Regions from separate parts of the Sus scrofa genome. Here region 1 is linked to region 2. Evidence: chromatin contacts called from public Hi-C data. All regions are on one chromosome and are shown on one strand. Each heading gives the region's core, a stretch centred on a gene start, on an enhancer-like site or on the middle of the called end of the contact. The rest is flanking DNA. Distances are from core to core; before and after follow the strand shown. Region 1 has its middle 19 kb from the start of SERINC2. Region 2 has its middle 10 kb from the start of FAM131C.

Region 1 (4,296 bases), core at 1,009-3,508, about 13 Mb before region 2:
TGCCTCTATTTCCTCATCTATAAAATGGGGGTGATGGGAGTTCCTGCTGTGGCACAAGGCGATTGGCGGCGTCTCTGCAGCACCAGGACACAAGTTCAATTCTCAGCCCAGCAGAGAGGGTTAAAGGATCCAGAGTTGCTGCAGCTTCGGTACAGGTCCCAACGGCAGCTCAGATCTGATTCCCAGCCTGGGAACTCCATATGCTACGTGGTGGCCAAAAAAAAAAAAAAAAAAAAAAATGGGGATAATAGTAGCACTTATGTCATTATACTGTCGGAAGTAATCAATGAGGGGTTCCCTTTGTGGCTCAGCAGTAACAAACCTGATTAGGATCCATGAGGACCCAATGGGTTCTATCCCTGGCCTTGCTCAGTGGGTTAAGGATCCAGTGTTGCCATGAGCTGTGGTGTAGGTCACAGACATGGCTCGGATACCATGTGCTGTGGCTGTGGTGTAGGCTGGCAGCTATAGCTCTGATTTGACCCCTCTCCTGGGAACTTCCATATGCCATAGGTGCCACCCTAAAAAAAAACAAAAAAGGAAGTAATCAAGGAGATGACACAAGCACATAGTAGGGCTCCATAAATGGTAGCCTTCGTGACCATCACTGTCTGCTTCCTGCTGCAGCCCTCCTTGAGAGAAGAGATTTGTCTGCTTGCTCAGAATGCACCCCCAGGGAGTTCCCATCATGGCTCAGTGGAAACGAATCCAGCTAGGAACCATGAGGTTGCAGGTTCAATTCCTGGCCTCACTCAGTGGGTTAAGGATCCAGCATTGCCATGAGCTGTGGTGTAGGTTGCAGATGTGGCTCAGATCTGGTGTTGCTGTGGCTGTGGCATAGGCCAGCAGCTGTAGTTCCGATTCGATCCCTAGCCTGGGAACGTACATATGCCACAGGTGCAGCCCTAAAAAGACAGAAGCAAAAAAAAAAAAAAAAAAAAAAAATGCAACCCCGCAATGTACCAAGCATCTGGAACAGTGCCTGGTACACACAAGATGCTCCAGAAATATGTGTTGGTATAATTGATCTGTATGTTTCTCTCCTGGTATTTTACCCTCTTCCTACTCTCCCCATTCCCCATATAAGCAGGGCATCTGTTACTCAGACTAGAGACCTCCCCAGGCTGGAACAGAAAGAGCTGAGAGCAGAGACACCACAGGCCCTGAGAAGACCCTGCAGGTGGCAGCCAGAGCCCAAAGGGGGACCTACCAGAATGACCCCCAAACCACAGTGTGACCCCCAACTCAGCAGAACAATCCCTGTGCCCTTTACTGTGACCGGGGAGAACTGGAGAAAGACGGTGGCCCCGGAGGGCCATTCAAAGCAAAAAGGACGAGGGTGTCACCAAGGTGTTCCAGGCAGACACATGGCGGGAAACACACACACAGGGCAACCCAAATGCTGGTTCTACTTGCATTCCCATCCCACCTCAACTTCTACATCCCCCTGGGCTGAAGAAAAAGAAAGTTCTACTTCTTATACTCTTGAGTCATGGCCTGACAATCATACCTGGCCCTCAATGAGGAAATGACATCATCATTGCTCACTGACCTCCCTGGGCCTCAGTCTGTCATCCATAAGGGGTGAGGGGGCAGTTTCACATCTCTCCCAGATGCTCTGCAGGTTTCAGGCTTGATAAAAAGCTCCCAAGGACTTAATGTGCTATCTCATGTAATCCTCCCAAAAACCCTGAGAGATAAGAACCACTAGAATCTCTGCTTTACAGATAAGGAAACTGAGGCAGAAAGAGATGGGTAACCTGGTCTGAGGCTGCATAGTTGGTCTGACTGGAGTCCGCATCGCCGATCCCCAGGCCCGCCCCCTTCTCCAAGCACGCAAAGCGGGCAGGCAGAAAGTGACAATGTCTCTGAAACCACGAAGACCTGTGCTGATGACAGCGGGCGGCAGACAGGGTAGGGGTCCCTGGACAGAGCAGAGGTGAAGAGGGGTGTGACTCCGTGGGCGGCCAGTGTGGCCCAGGGAGAGGCGCAATACCATACTAGCCACAGGGACAGCCAACCAGCAAACGGTGGAAAAGCCCCGCCCCCAGGCCACGTTCAGCCGCCTAGGGAATGACCTGGCCGGTGTCAGGAGGCCCAAGACAAGTGCCAGCTCTGCCTCTAGCTCTCAGGGTGACCTCTACAAATCCCTCTCCTCCCAGGGCCTCAGTTTTCCCCGTCTGGCCCCAGTACAGATGAACCAAGGCTGGATGCACAGTAAGGGGACCGAGATAGGATCTGCAGTGCCACCTAGTGGACAAACTGGTGCGTGCCTCCATCAGCTCCCAGATCTCACAGAATCTGGGAGGATCTCACAGAATCGCCCTTCAATCTTGATCCTTGACCCAGAAAACATGGAGGAGGCCCCACCAGTCCCACTGCTGGGCCTCAAAAGAAGGGAAAGGTCAGGAGGAGGCCCAGGGGAGGCAGGAGAATTCCCGGGCCCTGGTTCTGCCCCTCAATTACTGTGTAAGCTTGTGCTCCCCTTCCTTTCTCTAGGCCTGCTTCCCTGTTTCTAAAAAGGGAGTAATAGGATGAAGCCTGATCCAGGAGGCATAAGGCTTGGTTTCCATCCTATTAATGAGCTGTGTGAACTCAGGTCAGTCTTACCCTTTCCTGGGCCTCCGTTTCCCCATCTGCACAAGTTGATGAGGCTAAATGGCCTCAGGACCTCTGGCTCTGACATTTATGTGTTTAGGGAGATTAAGAGCCAGTTCAAGGGCCTCCAAGGAGAACGTCCTTAAAGAAGGACTAGGAGTTCCCATTGTGATGCAACAGGATCATCGGCGTCTCTACAGCGCCAGGACACAGATTGGATCCTTGCCTGGCTCTGTGGGTGAGAAGATCTGGCTGTGGTATAGGTCACAACTGTGGCTTGGATCTGATCCTTGGCCTAAGAACTCCACATGCCATGCTGTGCCCAAAAAAGAAAAAAAAAATTTTTTTTTTTGTCTTTTTGTTCTTTTTAGGGCTGCTCCTGCGGCATATGGGGGTTCCCAGGCTAGAGGTCTAATCAGAGCTATAGCCACCAGCCTATGCCATAGCCACAGCAATGCCAGATCCGAGCCGCGTCTGTGACCTACACCACAGCTCATAGCAACGCCAGATCCTTAGCCCACTGAGCAAGGCCAGGGATCGAACCCACAACCTCATGGCTCCTAGTCGGATTCGTTAATCACTGAGCCATGATGGGAATTCCCAGGAAAAAAAAAAAAAAAAAATTTAAGGAAGGACTAGGCTGAAATCATTTCCCAGGGATTATGGAAGGTCACATGATATTGAATATTTATTCGGGTTTGTTTTTGGTTTTTTGGCTGCCCCCGAAGCATGCAGAAGTTCCTGGGCCAGGGATTGAACCCAAGCCACTGCAGTAACCAAAGCCACTGTAGCGACAATGCTGGATCCTTAATCTGTTGAGCCACCAGGGAACGCATATATTCAGGTTGTTTCTTGTTTTGTTTTGCTTTGCTTTGCTTTCTAGGGCCGATCCGTGGCATATGGAGATTCCCAGGATGGGGTCAAATTGGAGCTACAGCTGCCAACCATCACAGCCACAGCAACACGGGATCCAAGCTGCATGTACAACTTACACCACAGCTCCTGGCAATGCCAGATCCTTAACCCACTGAGTGAGGCCAGGGATCAAACCTGCATCCTCATGGATACTAATTGGCTTCATTTCCGCTGTGCCACCACGGGAACTTCCTCAGGTTTTTAACTTGACAGATTTACTGAGAAAACCCTTGGTGCCAGACCCTGCACAGTGTCTTGTGCCAAATAATAGCATGCAAGACAACCACAATCTTCACCCTTGAGGGAAAATTCACAGCCTAGTCAAGGGCACGGATTAGTAAACATTTACCCTCTTGTCTAAACAAGTACGATAGGATTATGGACAAGTCACAGCCATAGCAGTGTTGGAAAATGAAATATCAGAAGGGAGGTGACATGTGAGTAGGGTTTTGAAGGGTAAGGGTGAGTATAACAGATACTGCTTTTCATTAATTTATTTATTTTTTGGTCTTTTTAGGGCCGCAGGTGCAGCTTATGGAAGCACCACAGCCACAGCAATGCCAGTTCCAAGCCATGTCTGTGACCTACACTACAGCTCACAGCAACAACGGATATTTAACCCACTGATTGAGGCCAGGGATCAAACCCCCATCCTACCCGCATCCTCATGAATGCTAGTCAGGTCCGTTACTGCTGAGCCACAACAGGAACTCCAGATACTGCATTCTTTTAAAATTAAACAATTTTTCCTGCCACATTGGCTTGTGCAATCTTAGTGAAAGT
Region 2 (4,625 bases), core at 1,054-3,553:
AGAAGAGATGCTGGAGTCAGTAAGGGAGGCTTATGGGGCTGCTGAGCTGATCCCTCTCAGGGCCTGCCCTCGGCAGGAGTGGGAGACAGGTCAGGAGAGATGAAAGTGGGGGCTGGGGAGCCAGGTCCCCTCTCCTGATGCCAAGTGATGGGCATGTGGGTCCGGCACCCACCCACCCATTTCCTCTCACATCCAGCCAGCACCAATGGAGAGAACCGAGCTTGGGAGGCGTTTGGTTGGAATTGCAGGGCAAATCTCTTTAACCTCTCTGAGCCGCTGCTTTCTTCTTCTGTGTGATGGGCAGAGCGTATCTGCCTCTCAGGGTCCATGTGAGGCCAGCAGCCACAAGTGCTAGGCAGTTTACACCTGCCACATATGGTTAATTCATTCCTCCCATCAGCCCTTTGAGGCAAGCATCGTTAGAACCCCATTTTACAGATGAGAAAACTGGGGCTTAGCGTCCAAGGGAGAAACGTGGTAGCTGGGAGATATGCATCCCATGGCACCGGTGTTCCCTCTCAGCGCACAGGGGAGTCAGGCAAAGTCTCAGGAGAAAGTCTCAGGAGAAGAGCAGCTGGGCTCAGGGCACAGCTGGCTGCACCGCAGGGGACTTATCATCATCCAGACAGTGTGTTCCCTTCCAGTCGCCTTCCTGAGTTTCACTTCCCTCAGCCATGGGTCCCAACTGCACAACTGGCTCCCCTAATGACGCCGATGGGTGTCCAGGCCCCCCTGGGCTGAGGTTCTGCCCAACGCCCACCACCCCCAGCTCATGAAACCTACCCCTGTCTTCTCAGACCTGCTGCAGCCCCTCTGCTGCCCAGGCCGGAGCTCTGCCTCCCATTCTGTGCATGTTCCCTGCTTCTTTTGCCCTGCTGCCTGCTCTAAACCTCTTCTGCTGGGGGCATTTGTGCTGGGGTGTCCAGAGAGAGAGGGGTCAGGGGTGGGGGTGGGGGTGGGGTGGGTGGGACGGTGTTCTGTTCTGACCTCAGTTTCAACCTCACTTTTGTTTTAAGTGCCAAGAACGAGGTACGGAGGACTTAATGCACCATGGTTACCCGGCCATGTGCTGCAGAGCTGGACCAGGAGCCGGGAGTGAACTCTGGGCAGCCCACTCCAGGCCCGTGCTTCCCATCTCGTCCACTCGGCCTCTGTCCCACTTTGCTCCCCTCTGTCCTTTTCCAGCCTCTGCTGTTGCCCAAGCTGTGGCCCCCACTCTGGCCCCCCAGCCTCCGGGCTGGCCCTTCCAGCAACCTCATCTGACACCATCCACCCCTGTGCCAAATCCTTCAGTGGCTCCACTTTGCTTTCTGATATTTTCATTTTTTGTTTTTTTGTCATTTTAGGGCCATACCCGTGGCACATGGAGGTTTCCAGGCTAGGGGTTGAATCCGTGCTATAGCCGCCGGCCTATGCCGGAGCCACAGCAACGCCAGATCCGAGCCACATCTGCAACCTACACCACAGCTCGTGGCAACGCTGGGTCCTTAACCCACTGATTGAGGCCAGGGATCGAACCTGGAACCTCATGGTTCCTAGTTGGATTCGTTAACCACTGCGCCATGACGGGAACTCCCACTTTGCTTCCTGATAAAGCACTGGCTGCTGGGTCTGGCATCCAGTACCTTCCCTGTGGTGAATGGCCGTGCCATGAACCAGCTACGCCTCCTCCTCAAGCTGGGTTCCCAGCCCTGAGTCAGCCCTGTATCCTAAGGTGAGGGATGCAATGGCCCCTCATGTGTTGCCAGGAGTCCTGGGGCCCAGAGAGACACCTCATCCTGTTCCGAGTCCCATCTGGGCAGCCCAGCAGAAGCCCAGCCCAAGGCTAAACCCTCCCCTTCCCCCCAAATCCTTGTAAACCAGAGCCAGTGACCAGGTGGGTGGCCTGCACAAATCACCCCCAGATGCCACAGGCGCCGATTGGCCCTGCTCCCCACCCACGTGCCCTCTCCTCCCCCAAGTAGCTGCTCTTCTGGGGAGCAATGAACCAACCAGCTGCCCCCTTGCAAGCAGGTTTGGGGTGCCGGGGGTTGGGGGGGCTGTGAGGCCGCCTCCCAGCACCGGTCAGGGGACAGCCGCAGCTCAGCCCACATCTCCCTTTCCAGACAGGGAGGGCCCCACCCTGGTGCCCACCCAGATCGCCCTGCCCAGGCCGCCCCCAGCAGGTTGTGTTCCGGCACTGGGCCTGGCGCGGCCTCCAGGGCCTGCCGGTCACGTAGCCAAACTCGTTCCTCCTCTCCACCCCCCAGGCTGCTGAGCACAGCGGTTTCCTGCTGGGGAGAGCACAATGGAGCCTGCCTCGCGGGACCCACCCTGGGGAGGTGCGGCCCAGCCATCTCTCCGATGGCTGTGTGACTGGGGCCAGGGCCCACACCCTCTCTGAGGCTTGGTTTTCCCGGTGAGAAGTGAGTGGGTGAGACAAGGTCACATGGGGTCACTCTCCCATACTGATAACAGCCGACTTTCCTTGAGCACTAAGTGCGTGCCAGGTGCAGCATCCCCAGATCCTCACGACCACCCTGGAAGGCTGTGGCAGAGCTAGGCTAACTCACTTGACCACAGTTGAATCTCCCTTTGTGGTCCAGCATCCTAGAGCTTCTTCCCATCTCCTGCCCAGAGATCTGCTCCCCATCCCCGCCTCCGCCTTGTTAGCCCATTTCTTCCGTCACCTCCTTCTCCCGGGAGGCACCCAGCCCAGGCTGGGGTTGAGAATAAGAGGAGATGCTGTTCCATATTAGACCAGAGGGCCCCTGGCTCAAGGAGGTCCAGGCCTGTGGGCCCCAGCTGAGGGTGGGGAGGAGGGTTAGGGAGTCATAAGAAGAGGGACTGAGGAGTTCCCGTTGTGGCACCGTAGAAACAAATCTGACTAGTATCCATGAGGACGCAAGTTCGATCCCTGGCCTCGCTCAGTGGGTCAGGGATCCGGCATTGCAGTGAGCTGTGGTGTAGGTCGCAGACGTGGCTCAGATCCCGCATGGCTGTGGCTGTGGCATAGGCTGGCAGCTGTAGCTCCAATTTGATCCCTAGCCTGGAAACTTCCATAAGCTGTGGGTGAGGCCATAAAAAGCAAAGGAAAAAAAAAAGAAGAAGAAGAAGAGGAACTGATAGTTGGGGTCGGGCGAGGTCGAGGGGAGAGACTGAGAGGGGAAGATGGCCTGCAGGTGGCCGGGGAGGGAGCCAGCCAGTTTGGGACTGAGAATCATTTGACAAGGCCCCAGCCAGGGGGTTTCTGAGGCTGGGAGCCTGAGGTCCTAGAGTTTGCTCCCGCCTCCCCACCTGACTTCCCCGCTGCCAGAGCGGCACCCCTAGCCTGCACAGCCTCTTAGTCATCTCAACGCAAAGCCTGGGACCCAGGGCCTGCACATGAGCCGGATCCTCTCAGTGGTGGGAAGATGGGAGGTGACTTCACTCTCCACAGTGACACTTCCTCAGGACACAGCCCAGACCCCCCCTGGCTGACTCTGCTGTGGATCAGGGTCTGCACAAGTGCATTTCTGGGAAATCGGGGCCCCCAAGTCGGGGGTGGGTAGGGGTCTTCCTGAGAGCAATGCAGAGGTTTCTGGGTGAGAATCAGAGAGACGGCAGACAGAGCTTTTAGCGAGGAAACCATGGCTCCCCCGGAGGTGGGGGAAGTGGCTACTGTCCCACAGCCATGTCCCCCCTTCTCGGGTTCAACATCCTCAGCCTGGCAGCGCCCCCGATGCCTGCCTCGTCCCCAGCTCTCCAGGATTACAAGGCTGGACCTTGCTGCTGGTCAGCCATGGCCTTCCTCCTGCCCCCTACCAGGCCTGGAAGTGTCACAGCGACTCTACTCGGAAGCTCAGGGTCCCCAAGAGGCCAGGCCTAGACAAAGCCCCAGTGGCCCATCCTTGCCTCCTGCCTCCCGTCTTCACCTCCTGACATGAAGAGTGTGGCTTTCTGAGCTCTCAGACAGATGGGAGCCAGAATCCTGTCACTTGCATCTCCCAGTCTCAGTTTCCTTGTCTACACCACAGTCCTCAAAATCACCCCCACTTCCGAGGCTGGTGATGAGGCCCAAAAGGACAGCGTATGTAAAAGCCTTTACCCAGTGAGCTGCAGAATCCTAAGTTTTTTGTTTTTTTGTTTTTTTTTTTGTCTTTTTGCCTTTTCTAGGGCTGCTCCCACAGCATATGGAGGTTCCCAGGCTAGAGGTCTAATCGGAGCTGTAGCCGCCGGCCTACGCTACAGCCATAGCAACGTGGGATCGAGCCGCGTCTGCAACCTACACCACAACTCACAGCAACGCCGGATCCTCAACCCACTGAGCGAATCCAGGGATAGAACCCGCAACCTCATGGTTCCTAGTCGGATTCGTTAACCACTGCACCACGACGGGAACTCCAGAATTTTTAATTTTTATTTATTTATTTAGTTTGACCACACCCACGCATGCAGAAGTCTCCAGGTCAGGAATCAAACCTGCGCTTCTGCAGGGACCCTAACCGCTGCCATTGGATTCTTTACCCACTGCACCCAGCAGGAACTCCAAGAATTTTTATTTTTTATTTTTTAAAATGTTATTTATTTTTTCTTCTTTAAGGCTATACCTGCAGCATATGGAAGTTTCTGGACCAGAGATCACCACAGCACAAGACCTGATCCAA

The links. Hi-C and Micro-C count contacts between places; a contact is called where the count stands out from the background.
Region 1: a Hi-C map of subcutaneous adipose tissue shows a contact between it and region 2, with 4 times the contacts expected there. The contact joins two enhancer-like sites. A contact is called at or near these places in 4 of 47 Hi-C or Micro-C datasets (mesenteric adipose tissue, omental adipose tissue, retroperitoneal adipose tissue and 1 more).

Annotation. Positions count from the first base shown.
Region 1 is chr6:87,974,798-87,979,093 of Sscrofa11.1, reverse strand. No RefSeq gene overlaps it. Among named protein-coding and RNA genes, the nearest start is that of SERINC2, 19 kb to the left of the region's middle. Within about 2 kb of position 2,258, at least 32 of the 83 cell types and tissues checked have an H3K27ac peak or open chromatin away from gene starts, as enhancers often do. A contact at or near this core is called in retroperitoneal adipose tissue and subcutaneous adipose tissue, where this site is marked.
Region 2 is chr6:75,220,974-75,225,598 of Sscrofa11.1, reverse strand. No RefSeq gene overlaps it. Among named protein-coding and RNA genes, the nearest start is that of FAM131C, 10 kb to the right of the region's middle. Within about 2 kb of position 2,303, at least 5 of the 83 cell types and tissues checked have an H3K27ac peak or open chromatin away from gene starts, as enhancers often do. A contact at or near this core is called in retroperitoneal adipose tissue and subcutaneous adipose tissue, where this site is marked.